Linked DNA regions of Oryctolagus cuniculus: region 1 is linked to region 2. Evidence: chromatin contacts called from public Hi-C data. All regions are on one chromosome and are shown on one strand. Each heading gives the region's core, a stretch centred on a gene start, on an enhancer-like site or on the middle of the called end of the contact. The rest is flanking DNA. Distances are from core to core; before and after follow the strand shown.

Region 1 (6,685 bases), core at 1,519-4,018, 95 kb after region 2:
AGGAAGACCTTTCTCTCTCTCTCTCTCTCTCTCTCTCTCTCTCACTATCCACTCTGCCTGTCAAAAATTTAAAAAAAAAAAATACCCCAAAATATTCTGGATTGGTGCCTTGTTCTGTGTGAGCTACCCATTCCCCCCCTCCACACATACCAAATAATCAGCTCCCTACCCTTTTATAATTATTTCTTTATTTATTTAAATTATTTATTTATTTATTTATTTGAAAGTCAGAGTTACAGAGAGAGAGTCAGAGAGACAGAGAGGCACAGAGAGAGAGAGGTCTTCCATTTGCTGGTTCACTCCCCAATTGGCCACAATGGCTGGGGCTGTGCCGATCCGAAGCCAGGAGCCAGGTGCTTCCTCCAGGTCTCCCACACGGGTGCAGGGCCCGAAAACTTGGTCCATCCTCCACTGCTTTCCCAGGCCACAGCAGAGAGCTGGATCGGAAGAGAAGCAGCCGGGACTTGAACCGGGGGCCATATGGGATGCCAGCACTGCAGGCTGGGGCTTTACCTCACTGAACCACAGCACCAGCCCCTACTTTTTATATTTCTTTTTAAACATTATTGAAACTATACTTACCTCCAGCCTTAGATTTCTGTTTACGTACCTTAGATCATGAACATTTTCTTGTTGCTAAGGATGAGAGATTTACTTATTGTGCTACTAGGTATATAACCAATCTCCTACTTTTAGACATTTAAGCTATTTAAGCTATTGCAAACAGCACAGTGCTGAAAATCTTCACAAAAACTCCTCTATTTCCTTAATCTGAATTCCAAAACATTCCAGATCAAAGCTTGTAAATAGATTTAAGGGGTCTGACACACAATATCTATTTGTGTTTTAGACCTGTGCTGTCCAGTATGGTGGCCATCAGCCACATGGGGCTATTTGCATGTAAATTTAAAAGCAATATAAAAAAAATCAATTTCTTTGTTGTCCTAGCCTGTTGTTACTAGCCACGTGGCTAAAGGGTACCACACTGGGCAATGAAGATAGAGAACTTTTTTTTTTTTAGATTAATTTATTTGAGAGGCAGAGTTACATAGAGAGTGGGAGAGACAGTGAAAGGTCTTCCATCCACTGGCTCTCTCCCCCAGTGGCTGCAATGGGTGGAGCTGAGCAGATCTGAAACCAGGGACCAGGAGCTTCTTCCAGGTCTCCTATGTGAGTGCAGGGGCCCAAGCACTTGGGCCATCTTCCAGTGTTTTCCCAGGCCATAGCAGGGAGCTAGATCAGAAGAGGAGCAGCCAGGACCAGAACTGGCGCCCATATGGTTTGCTAGCATTCCAGGCAGAGGCTTAGCCTGCTATGCCCAGCATGGGCCCAGACAGAGAACATTTTCATTGCTCCAGAAAGTTCTAGTAGACAATGCTATTTCAGAAAAAGCATACTTTCTGTATCAGTCCCTCTTGCACTAGCACTATTTTATTTTCCCAACTCTCTTAGTCTGATAGGCATAAAAGGGAGTCTCACCTTCATTTATAATCATTTTATTTAATATAATAATTTATTTCTTATTAGAATTGACATTTTTGTTAGCAGTTGTATGTCCCGTGGAATGGTTTCATGTTTGCCATTCGTGGTATTTCTCTTACAGATCTGGATGAGCTTTGCAAGGTATTTTAGAGGAGCTAGGGCGGGTCTCCACTTCCCCGGCCGCGCCCCAGACCACAGCACGTGGGACCTCCACTGTGTAGGCGTGGAAGATTCTTTCCACACGCTGGTGACAGCGGCCCCCGCAAGTCTGGTGGCCCCTCTCTTCCTCTTTCTCCTTGCTCTGTTGTCCTGAGTGTGTGTGTGTGGCCTCCTCTCCGGGAAGTGCTGGGGGGACGGCCCCACCTCTGCACTGCGCCCTCACTGTCCCCCTCCCAACCCTGGTCTCCAGGTGTCCTCGGCTGCCCCCGGCCCACCCGAACGCTATTTGATGAAACGTCACACACTTGAGAAACACATAAAGGAGAAGAGAAGAGACAGCTGGCTTCGGGAGCTGAACCTTATTTAAATTTACCGGAAATACTTCCCAACAGAAAATACGATTCCACGGAACACCTTCCGGGTTCACTAGATTGACTTCACATTTCTCTTCCCTGGTAGGCGGCCATGAAATAGGACCCAAATGCTAGCAAAGACAGCTCAGGACAACGGGGCGGCAGACAAGTAGCCATGCTGCAGCCCCCTCTGTGGCTCTGAGTCCCGAACGACAGTCAAAACGAGTCCTCAGAACCATTTCGGAATAAGCGAGAGGCCAGCAGATGTTATCTATCCACAGGGCAACAACGTCCTTGCTGGCGTCCCGGACATACTCATTTCTATTCCCTGACGTGCCTGGCGCCTCGCAGTCACCTTCCCACTCAGAGGCTGCTCAGAATGCTGCCTGCCATTGAGCGCACACAGGCCGCCTGCGTAGGGAAAGTAAGGTGAAATGCTGGGTGCAAACCACCCTCGCTTGCTTATCCAAGGGAGCAAAAATGGATCTTACGAGCCAAAGTTGACCTACAAAACACATTTGTAGCAGTATTTTCCTCCCTCTTCAATGACAAAAAAGTTGTCATTTAATGGAAGGCCAATGGGAATATTTGGCCTCTAGCGCCCCCTTGTGGAGGTGAGTTCAAGCCCCAGGCCCCCGCCAGGACGAATGACAGCTTGTGAGTTGTTTCCGCTCTGTTAGAGAATGACAATCACAAGATCGTATACTTGAGGAAAACAAAATAATAGAAATTACTAGCACCCGACTGACACTGAAAACGAAGTTCTCCCAGTGAGTGATGCTGTTTCATCCCGGCAGCAGCCCCAGCTACAAGGACTGGAGTCTCGGTCTCGGAGGAGTGGTGACTCGTATGGACTTGAATCCAGACATTGCCACTCCAAGTCTCATTAGTGCTATCGTATGGAGTGTGTGCAGAAATGTGTATTTATTACTACATCACCTATACAATCTTTGTACGCAACAAAAACTCAAAGTATATATATATTATATAGCATATGACATCTACATAAACGTGCATACATATACTTCCACCGGGCTCATAGTGCTGCTAATCAGTGCTCACGCCTTTTCTGAGGGTTGTTTTCTGGGAAGACAAGGCAATGCCGGCTGACTCCGCACTCCACAGAATTCCACCAAAGCTATTAGCATCAGAGCTTTGCTACTAAACCAACCAGAGATTTGCTTTCCTGGTCCCCAGGCATACAAACTATGGGGGAATAGACTCTCCCCACCCCCTTTTTTTTAAATAGATTTCTTTATTTAAAAGGCAGAGTGATAGAGAAGAAAGGGGGGAGGGAGAGAGAGAGAGAAAGAGAGAGAGAGAAAGAGAGATGCCTTCTATCTGCTGGTTCACTCCCCAAATAGCTGCCAAGAGCCGGGGCTGGGCCAGGCTGAAATCATAACCCAAGAACTTCATCCTGGTCTCCTGCAGGAGTAGCAGGAACTCGAGTACTTGGGCCATCTTCTGTTGCCTCCCAGGCTCATTAGCAGGGAGCTAGATCAGAAGCGGAATAGCTGGGACTCGCACAAGCTCTCCAATAAGGACACAGAGGTAGCTTACGCTGCTGTGCCACAACACTTGCCCCCTCCTCTGCTCTTATTTTGGGGTGCATTAGTGGACGTGTACCTGGGAAATGGACACAAGGGCCCTAGGGTAGTGGGACTGAAGCCATGTTTTTTGTTTGTTTTTTATGCTTAGCCTTTTTAAGGAAAGCCTGAGTTTCCTAAACCGATCCACTGGCTCACACGCCAAGCCTCTGAAGGACTCAGTAACCTTCTTCATTTAACAAGTGTATTTCGCAATCAAAGCATCTTCAAGCGGGGTCACTGAGAGGTTGCCTTGCTCAGCGTCAGAGGCAGACACACCACAAAAGCAGCTCGGGATATTCCAAGGGAAAACTTGTGCAGCCTCTTTGCTGGCCAGACCTTGGGCCATGGGTGGCAGCCATTCCAAGCTGTCTTTGGAGGAAACCGTTGGCTTGGTTCACAGGTGCCCCCCACCCCCTGGTCGGCCCCTGGCCTTCTCTCCCAGCCAATCCCACCTACCTGTCTCTCTTGGGCAATGGTCTGGCCTTGCAGCAGCCGCCAACAGCTGCACTTCTCAGGGAGGGGCACTTAACCGCCTGGTTCCTCAGTTCACATCAAACCTGTGACTGAGAACACTACTCACGGGGACTGCGGGGCGGGGTGGGGGGCAGCCACCCACCACCCTGGGAATTCTAAAACCCACCCAGCCTATCGCCCTTCCGTCCCGCCACCGGATCAAGGCCTGGCCCACTCTGGGGGTTTGATCTGGATTAAGTGGCATTCTCAGAAACAGCACTGGATGCTTGCATTTACTGTTGGTGAAGCCGCTGTGAAAGTGCTGTGAGCTGGAGGGGAGGCGTCTGCGGATCTCCAGCAGCTGCCTCGCCTTCCTCTCAAGTCCGTGTCCCGCTCTGTACTGAGACCACTGCAAGTCAAACCTGCAATCTGCCTGAAGTACAGACAACCTCCTGTAATATGGTCTATTGCTGACCTTATTCCTGGCCTCCACTTGTTTTTTTTTTTTTTTTTTTTCCTTTATTCTCATTTCCTTACTTAAAATCTTGTAATTTATTTGCCTAAGCTGTTCTTAAACTCTTTGGGGGGGGGGGGAGAATTTAAAAATAAGACAGAAAGCAGAAAAATTATGGTGTTAGAAGGCAGAATACTTGTGACCTTGGTGGCAGAGGAGAGGGAAGACGGCAACTGGAAGGGGCCGGGAAAGGGGGTTCTGGCACACTGGTCCTCCTGTCTCTCTGCTGGGACGCTCGCTACACAGGTGTCTTCACTGTGACGTCACTGAGCTAGACAACTTGTGCGGAAGCCCCTCTGCATGTATGCTAAAGTTCAACAAAATGTTACCAGAAAGTGAAGGGAATGTTACTGTACGGATATTACAAGGTTACTAGGTGCCACACATTATACATAGTTTTCCCTGTCATCCTAAGAACACTTTTAGAGTAAAACCACAGCCATTTTCCAGAGGAGGAATTTAATCTGAGGTTCAAACAGGTCACAGGATGAGGTCAGAATTCCAAATGGCGTAGCAGGTTCAGCCTCTGCTTGCGACGCCACCATCTCATATGGGCACCATTTGAGACACGGCTGCTCTACTTCCATCCAGCTCCCTGCTAATGTGCCTGGGAAAGCAGCAGGTGATGGCCCAAGTGCTTGGGCCCCTGCCACCCACGTGGAAGATTCAGAAAAAGCTCCGGGCTCCTGGCTTCTACATGGCCCAGCCTCGGCTGTTATGGCCATTTTGGGACTTAACCAGCGGATGCAAGATCTCTCTCTCTCTCTCTCCTCTCTCTGCGATTGCCTTTCCAATAAATACAATATAAACTGTTTTTTAAAATTCCAAATGGTTTTCTTTTGATAACAAAGCCATTCTTCTATTACACTAAACTGCTCGCTGCTTTCCACTTTCAATATGGTCTCCATCCGGCTCAGCCACTACAACCCAGATGCGGATCAGACCTGCTGGGGACACAGGTGAAGGGCTTGTGAGGAGGGTGCTGGGCAGTGTCCCAGACTGACACTGGCCTGGGATTCAGTGGGCGGAGGAGGCTTAGAGGCAAGAGCCCTGGACTACCGTGAGAAGCCTGGGGCTGGGCCTGGCTCTCCCCTAACAGTCACTCTGAGGCCTAGAGCCTCCCACCTGCTGCACAAGTGGATTTCAGGAAAAAACAAGCTCTGTTTTATTCCTCACCAGTTTTTTTTTTTTTTTTTTAAAGATTTTATTTATTTGAGAGGTAGAGTTAGACAGTGAGAGGGAGAAACAGAGAGGAAGGTCTTCTATCCACTGGTTCACTCCCCAAATGGCCACAATGACCAGAGCTGGGCCAATCTGAAGTCAGCAGCCAGGAGATTCTTCTGGGTCTCCCATGTGGGTGCAGGGACCAAAGTGGCTTGGTCATCTTCTGCTTTCCCAGGCCATAGCAGAGAGCTGGACTGGAAAAGGAGCAGCCAGGACTAGAAATGGCACCCATATGGGCTGCTGGTGCTACAGGCAGAGGATTAACCTACTGTGCCTCAGTGCCAGCTCCCTTGTCAGTTTTGCTCTTATCTGGAACAGCTATCTTCCAGTCTCCAAAGGATACAGAAAATCAAATCAACAGACCAGCAAAAGATCTGCTCCCTCCTGCACCTCTCCAAGAAATTGAGGACAGATGGCAGAGTGAGGTCAGCAAGCAAGTACGCTCCGAGCGCCTCTGCCTGTCCCTCTTCTCCCCAGGAGCCAAGAGGATTTATTTGATTGTGAAGACTATGAACCAGCCCGTCCCTCTGGGGTGCCTGTCTCCAGGCGCGGTTCGGGCGGCAGTGCCCTAGCTTGCTGTGTGCGCAGTCCCCCCTATGTGCTCGTCAACAGCTTTCTGCAGAAAGGGAGACATACAAGCTTTCGGATCAAGTCTTGTGAGCTGACCACAAGCACTCTGCTTTTATTTCATAGTGAAAGTCACCCTATGGCAGTACTGGAGAAACAAGTCAGCAGATTAATACGGGGTTCCCCCACAGTCCACCACACCTGCTGTGTGACCTGAGCCACATCCTTTACCCCTGGCCACGGCTGCCTCACTGCACGACAGGGGTTGGGACGCCCATTTGTGCCCCTCTCAGCAACAAAATTGGAACTCTAAACTAGACATCAACTGAATTCCCAGGAACGCT
Region 2 (7,509 bases), core at 161-2,660:
ACGGAACGACTGGGCCCTTCCCTAAGGAAGCCATGGAGAAGGCACACATCCCCTGAGCCTCCAGGGCCACTGTGGAGCCCTGCGTGACCTCAGGAGGTGCCAGGACATCTCGTACAGCTCCAGGTGTGTGCACTGCACAACTGCAGAGAGCGACTTTCCCCAAGACTGCTGTGAACAGTGCCCCCTGCTCAAAGTGTGCAGTGTGGAAGTCCGGAAGCACCTCTCCTTGGGCACACTCCCCCCCGCCACTAGGGCCTCAAAACTGGGAAACTAGATAATCAGTGCAGGGCTGAGCATTTGGCCTAGCAGTTAAGACACCCAACATCCTGCAGCTGAGTGCCCCAGTCTGATTCCCGCTCTGGCTTCTGACTCCAGCCTCTGCCAGGGCAGAGCCCGGACGGCTCCAGCAACTGGGTCCCCGGTTGGAGACCCCAGGGAGACCCGGATGGACTTCTGGGCTCCCAGCTTTGGCCCTAGCCCAGCCTCGGCCATTGTGGGTATCTGGGGAATGAACCAGCAGATGGGAGATTTCTTTGTGAGTCTCTCATACGAAACAAATGTTTGGAAAAAATAATTTTAATTTTGTAAAGTGACATTCAAAGCAGATGCATGCTTTGCTCGGTGTTTTTTGTTTGTTTGTTTGTTTGTTTTTAAGCTTTGCTCGTCTTTTAAAGAACACATGGAATAATTTCTTACAGGCCGACCCAGAGCTCCAGCAGGGGTGGAGGGAGGCTTTGAGGACAGCTGATGGCTGGGTTCTCTTAGTGCAGGGAGGGCAGGCACGGGGAGTGGAATGACGGGGTGTCCATTTCAAACCTCTCTGGCTTGTCAATCTCCAAGATTTCCACCCTCCCCTTTGGCTTCCCCGACTGACCCCCAAAAAGCGGTCCCAGCCTGGACTCAGCTGTGAGCATCAGGCCCACTGGGGGGCAGAAGACTCACACAGAGCCAGCTCCTGGGCAGACCCGCGGGGAGGTGGTCAAGGATCTGACCCTGGCTTTCTATTTAAGGAAGCGCGGGCCCCTATCCGTGCGACACTGAAAGGGGAGAGGCTGCTGGCACCCCTCCCGCCTTTCTATTCCAGTCCCCTGGCAGCCTCGGGAGCCACAGCTCAGCACCGTGACCTGACCCTGCCTCCCTGACCCCGGCCTGGGCCAGAGCTGTGGTCTGACGCCCCCGGAGCGAAGCTCCCTGGCCACCCTGCAGTCAGCCAGTTGGGGGGTGGGGGTGGGGGGGGGAGGCCGGGCCCAGGCTGGCGCTGAAGGTCAGCAGGAACAGGAGGGAGGAACCCAGGAGGCCCCCATTCTGGGCAGCATAGAAGCCCAGCAGAGGCAGGCAGGAGTGCCCAGGTCCCGCGCAGCCAAACTGTCCTCTCTACCTGCCCCTGCCCAGGTCCCGCTGTCATCCCTACCTGTCCCCCAGCCCCCAAGTCCTGTGCTGAAACCTGATCCCTGGCGTGGTGGCCTTAGGGGGTGGGGCCTTTGGGCTGATCAGCTCACAGTGTAAAGCCTCTGTTAACAGTACTGGTGCCTTTATGACAGAGACCCAAGAGAGCTCTGTGCCCCGTGCCACCACGAGCCGGGAGATGAGCCCTCTGTAGACACACCTGCCGGCGCCTCGTTCTCAGGAACTGGGGGGTGCACTTTTCTGGGGCTTATAAACCACTGGGTTTACGGTCCATCAGTTACAGCAGCCCCAGCGGACCAGAGTTCTACCACTTCCCACGTGGAGCCACCTGGCCAGACAGGAGCCCCAGAATAACAGCAGAAAACCAAGCCAGTCAAGGACTGAAGATCAGACACAGCCCGCTTCCTCCACACAGGCTGGCTCCTCGAATCCCAGCCTCACCAGGCCCCCTGAACTCTGGTCTAATCCACCACGACCCCCGCCTTCCACCAACAGCACCACCGCCGAGCCCAGGTCCAGCGCGGTTGAGACGTCCACTTGGAACTCCACACCCGGGCACGGCCCTCTGCTGGGGCTCCGTGGGAATGGACTGTGGAAAACTACCTGGTCCCCCTGAGGTGCCCAAGTCCACGGTCAAGACCTTCAGGGATGAGCTCTACCAGGCTGACCTCCAAGCGGCCCTGAGCGGGGGAGCAGTGACCCGAGTGGGACCTGGCACCAGGCTGGGACCACCTGAAGATAAGCTGACCTCTGGAGAGAGACTATGGACACCTGGGGGAACGCAGCGCATGCGCAGTGCAGCGCGGGCGCAGCCGCAGCCCAGGGCGGCTCCTACCCTCTGGGTGGCGTGGTTCAGCATCTCCTGCCAGGCGGAGTCGAACTGTCGCTTGTCATCCTCCAGCAGCCGCTGCTCGGCCAGCGAGATGGTCTCCTTGGCGGCACGCAGCACCTCCGTGGCCCTCTGGAAGTCCTGTGTGGCCTTCTGGGCTTCCAGCTGAGCCTGCGTGACAAAGCACCCCCGTAAGAAGTGACAGGGGCTCCCCATGGCCTGTCACGCTCTCCCCCACCCCGACCCCCACCCCCAAGGAAACGAGCACCCTGAGAGCCAGGATGTGCCCCGTCCAGCTCTGCCTCTCCCACTCTGGGACAGGCGAGGTACCCCAAGGCCTTGGAAACGCCAGACAGGACAACAGTCGCCCGACGAGGAGCGGGTGCCGACTCGCTGAACGGGTACTTTTCCCAATGCAGGACCCAAAGGATCAGAAGAAACACATGGGCCCTCAGTCAGTGGCAGACAGGTGCACCCAGCTGTGGTCACACGCTCCGGGAGATTCCTAAGGCCAAGGTGGACACGGTGGTGCCCAATACCTTCCCTGCCCAGGCCTGTGGCTCAACTGTGGGCATGTCAGAACCAGAGAGGCCCCACGGGAGCAGGATCCCAAGGGAGCACGGGCCACCCAGGGTCACAGGGCTGGTTAACGGGGAGCTGGGGGCAGACTGCTGGCAGCACGGTCCCCAGGCCAGCACTGTGGCTCTGCCACACAGCCCCCCACTGCAGTCACACTCACGGACACCAGCGACAAGGGAAGGGCCTACCTGTAAGAGCTCAGCCCCACCAGCCCGTGGGGGCTCCTGAGCATCTGAAATGGTATTAATCCGCTGTGGAGCACAAAACACGCCTAATTTTTAAAGACTCTCTACAAAACAGCCCCTGGGTGATTTGTGCACTTAGTACACGATGAAACATCTGGGATATAGGGAGGCCAAGTAAAATACATTCAAATTAAGGTCATTTGTTTCCTTTTTTAAAATTTATTTGACAGGTAGAGTTATAGACAGTGAGAGAGAGAGACAGAGAGAAAGGTCTTCCTTCCGTTGGTTCACTCCCTAAATGGCTGCTACGGCCGGCGCGCTGCGCCGATCCGAAGCCAGGAGCCAGGTGCCTCCTCCTGGTCTCCCACGCGGGTGCAGGCGCCCAAGCACTTGGGCCATCCTCCACTGCACTCCCGGGCCACAGCAGAGAGCTGGCCTGGAAGAGGAGCAACTGGGACTAGAACCCGGCGCCCATATGGGATGCCAGTGCCGCAGGCGGAGGATTAACCTATGGTGCTGCCCCCCCCCTTTTTTTTCCCCCACTCTGTCTACTGGGAAATGTAAAATACGTAGCAGACGCACACTGCATTTCTCTAGGATGGGGGAAATGCTTCCCAAAGAACAGGCCGCGTGGCTATGACTACAGCAGTGTGAATGTGTCTGAAATCAGCTGCCAAACATCCCGTTCACCCGCCAAAGCCCCCGCAGGCCACGGCCAAGGGTCGGCCACCGCAGGGTCCCCCTAGGCTGACAGAGGCCCTGCTGGGACACCCAGGGGGCAGCCCCCTGGGGCTCAGAAGGGAGAAGGACCAGCAGGGCCCCACCCTGCCCGGGAGTGACTCTCACATGACTTAGAGGAAGTGTTCAGAAACCGCAGGCTGAGGGCGCTTGTGAAGAAGATGAAGGGGAAAAGGAGAACCTGAGGCTTGGGAGCACGCCAGCTCCCCACCCCCACCCCGCCCCAGGGCAAAAGGGGAGGGGGAGGGGCCCCAGGGGGGCTCCGCCAGGAAGCAGCCCAAGGTGGACTCCGCAGCCTGCAGGGAGTCCACAGGGAACTCCAAGGAGAAATGACTTCCTGCAGGGCGAGCTGCAGGGGTCCTGGCCGAGGACAAAGGAGAGGGTGACACAGAGACAGGCAAGGGCCAGCGCAGGCCAAGCCGGGAGGAACCCAGTGCCCTGAGAAGAGGATCTCTAAGAGCTCTTGCGGCCTCGGCTCACAAGGAAGGCCAGGCAACACCTTTGATGAGGAACCTGCCTGCCGCGGCCCCACCCTGCGGCCCTGGGACCAGCCAAGTCACCCACGCCCACTCAGGCGTGCTCAGCCACACTACCTCCCTGGAGCTGATCAACCCACTGAGGAGCAACGTGGCCGGCAAGACCCACCCCGCCCCCCTCACCACACTGCAAACCAACACCAGGAGACACAGGAGGACGCTGTACCTGCCAGGACACTCACAGGACATCTCGCTGCAATCCTCCCTAATTATGAACCTATTCTCTGTTCAAGCAAGTAGAGATGCCCTTGCAGGGATGTCCCCAACACAGCGGCGGCCACACCGCAGCCTGGCACTTCCCATAGCTCCTCCCAAGAAGATGACTCCCAGACTCCACGGAGGCGGGGGAGACATGGCTCGGCCCAGGCGGCCGTGCATGACACATCTTTTTTGTAAGGATTCATTCATTTATTTATTTGAAAGGCAGCACTATAGCAAAGGGTGGTGGAGACAGAGAGAGCTTCCATCCACTGGTTCACTCCACAAATGGCCGCAACGACCGGGCATTGTGTGCCACCCCAGAGCGTCTCCCCAGTTCAAGAACTGCCAAGCAAGGGGCCAGCGCTGTGGTGTAGAGGGTAAAGCCGCCACCTGCAGTGCCCGCATCCCATATGGGCACTGGTTTGGGTCTGAGCTGCTCCACTTCGATCCAGCTCTCTGCTATGGCCTGGGAAAGCAGTAGAGGATGGCCCAAGTGCTTGGGCCCTGCACCCACATGGCAAACTGGGAAGAAGCTCCTGGCTCCTGGCTTCAGATCAGCACAGCTCTAGCTGCTGCAGCCATCGGAGGAGTGAACCAGTAGGTAGAAGACCTCTCTCTCTCTCTCTCTCTGCCTCTGTCTCTCTGTAACTCTTTCAAGTAAATTAAAAAAAAAAAAAAAAAAAAAAAGAGCTGCGAAGCAGGAGGGGCCAAGGTTTTGTGCCAATACCTGTGAACCCTCCCACACTTTTTTTTATCCTCCACTGCCCTCCTGGGCCACAGCAGAGAGCTGGATTGGAAGAGGGACAGCCGGAACTAGAACCAGCACCCATATGGGATGCCGGCACCACAGGTGGAGGATTAACCAAGTGAGCCACGGCGCCGGCCCGCCTCCCACACTTCTATACCCTTCTCAGTCATGGCGGCTCATGGCCTGCCAACCACACAGCAGGCCCCCGGAACCAGCACGCCCCAGGTCACAGCCCTCCTGTCACTGCAGGGGCACTGCAGTCACCCACCCTGGGCAGAGGAGGCGCCTTGCTGCGGGCTTCCTCCTGCTCTCCCCACGGTGCTGCCGGCACCACAGCAGCATCCCCCCTCACCCACACAGAACTGCCGATGTTGGGGGGTGGGGGCGCCACACTCACAGACGGGGCTCACCGCCACACCTAGACCCCCAGCCCACAGAACTCAAGGACAGAGAAACAATGTGCATCAGCCATTTTATCACGGAAACAAAAACTCAGGGTCCCCTGCTGGGGCGGGTCTGTCCCTTCCTCCCTGCGCTGCCACTCACACGCCTGCCATCTCCACAGCACCCCCAGGACACAGCAGCACCTGCAAGGTGTGCAAGACACATCCATGAGGGAAGCCTCTACACCCTTCCACTGCGATGCACAACACACAGACCCGGGCCACGGAAAGTGGCCTGGTCACCGCCCGACGATCTGAGGGCGGGCACAGCAGGACGGACGCCACCCGTGGCAGGAAGCGCCCGCTCTGGAGCTGTGCCCGTGACAGTCCTCGGCAGTTAATGAGTAGCTGCTGGCTTCCCCTGAGAAAAGGGGCCCAGGAGTGGGCTGTGCAAAGAACCGGGGGTCCCAGCTCTAGAAATAACATCTTCCTGCCTCAGCAGACGAGACCCGGCCGGCACAAGACGCCCCGCAGAGCTCTGAGCCCAGCGCCGGGAGGTGGAGGAGCCAGGTCATTCCCGTGCTCCGCTTCTGCCTCGACAGGCCCAGCCCTGGCTACCTGGGCATCAGCAGCACAGCTACCAACACTTGCAGGGACAGCCGTCCAGAGATGGTCCCACCAGCACCACACGGATGGTTCTCCATAGCTCTCCAAGGCCCAGGACCCCAGCTCTTAACAAGTGGCAACAAAGCAAACATTCCAACGCCTTGGACAGAACTGGCATTGACTGCCCAGGACAATCGGGCCACTGTGAGGCCGCAGGAGGAACAGGGCACATTCCTGGCACCAACAACAATGGCCATTGTCGTGGGTCCATGACCTTGAACAAGTCACTCACCTCCGCAGACTGGAATGCCAAGGCCTGTGGTCCCCCAGGGGCTGCACACAAAGAATCACAGCGGTGGTCAGCAGCCACGGGCAGTGGGCCGTGGAACCATCGAATGACTTTGCTTTTGCAACATCACTGTATGCTTGCAAGTTTTCCACAATAAAAAGTTTCTAAAACTGCTTCCTGGTGCGTGTCTTAATCAGCTATCCCTTCGCTGGTGATCTACCATTCAGTTCTTTATACTCCACGCCATGCCACTGGGTTAAGGAGTAACAGTGGGAGGAGCAGGAGGCAGCCCCTGCTCCTGAGCAAACCACAACAAAGCAGCTGCTTCCAGTGGCTTGCTTTAAACCAATCCTAAGACGGCACATATTTGAAACGGCTGGGGAAATCTGAAAAAGAACTAGACGATATTTAAGAATTATGACTGGGCCGGTGTTGTGGCACAGGGCATTAATGAGCCAGTGCACATAATGCTGGCAGCCCATATGGGCGCCAGTTTGAGTCCTGCCTGCTCCACTTCCAATCCAGCTCCCGGCTAAGGCACCTGGGAAAGCAGCAGAAGATGGCCCAAGTGCTTGGGCCCCTGCACCCACATGGCGGATAACCAGGCTCCTGGCTTCAACCGGGCCAGCCTTGGTCACCGCGGCCAGCTGGGGAGTGAATCAGTAGATGCTCAATTCTACAATCTCTCTCTCTCACGCTCGCTCACCCTGCCTTTCAGAAAAATGAATACTTTTTTTTATAAAACATCTATGATTAACTTTGTTAAGAAATAAAACTGTGATCTTTTAAAGGTTCTTCTCCGCTAGGGTGAGTGAGTATCGAGACGGGGAAATGAAACATGAGTGACGTTAGTAACTGCTGACGCCAGCGACAGGGACAGGGGGTTCACAATGACTCTCTCCCTGCTTTAGTGTACACCTGAGAAATTCCAAAAAAGAAAGTTACGGGGGTGAGGAGGCCGGTACTGTGGTGTAGCGGGTGCCGGCACCCAATATGGGCACCGGTTCA

What was found. A called contact is a pair of places that touch in the nucleus more often than the background predicts.
Region 1: a Hi-C map of psoas muscle shows a contact between it and region 2, with 8 times the contacts expected there. The contact joins two enhancer-like sites. A contact is called at or near these places in 3 of 6 Hi-C or Micro-C datasets (ear pinna, psoas muscle and an unstated tissue).

Annotation. Positions count from the first base shown.
Region 1 is chr4:151,025,148-151,031,832 of mOryCun1.1, forward strand. No RefSeq gene overlaps it. Among named protein-coding and RNA genes, the nearest start is that of EAF1, 26 kb to the right of the region's middle. Within about 2 kb of position 2,769, at least 1 of the 8 cell types and tissues checked has an H3K27ac peak or open chromatin away from gene starts, as enhancers often do.
Region 2 is chr4:150,931,396-150,938,904 of mOryCun1.1, forward strand. SH3BP5 (SH3 domain binding protein 5) reads right to left here. Exons shown (of 9, transcript XM_008266026.4): 4 at 2,243-2,407. The coding sequence starts at 2,266. Among named protein-coding and RNA genes, the nearest start is that of SH3BP5, 45 kb to the right of the region's middle. Within about 2 kb of position 1,411, at least 2 of the 8 cell types and tissues checked have an H3K27ac peak or open chromatin away from gene starts, as enhancers often do.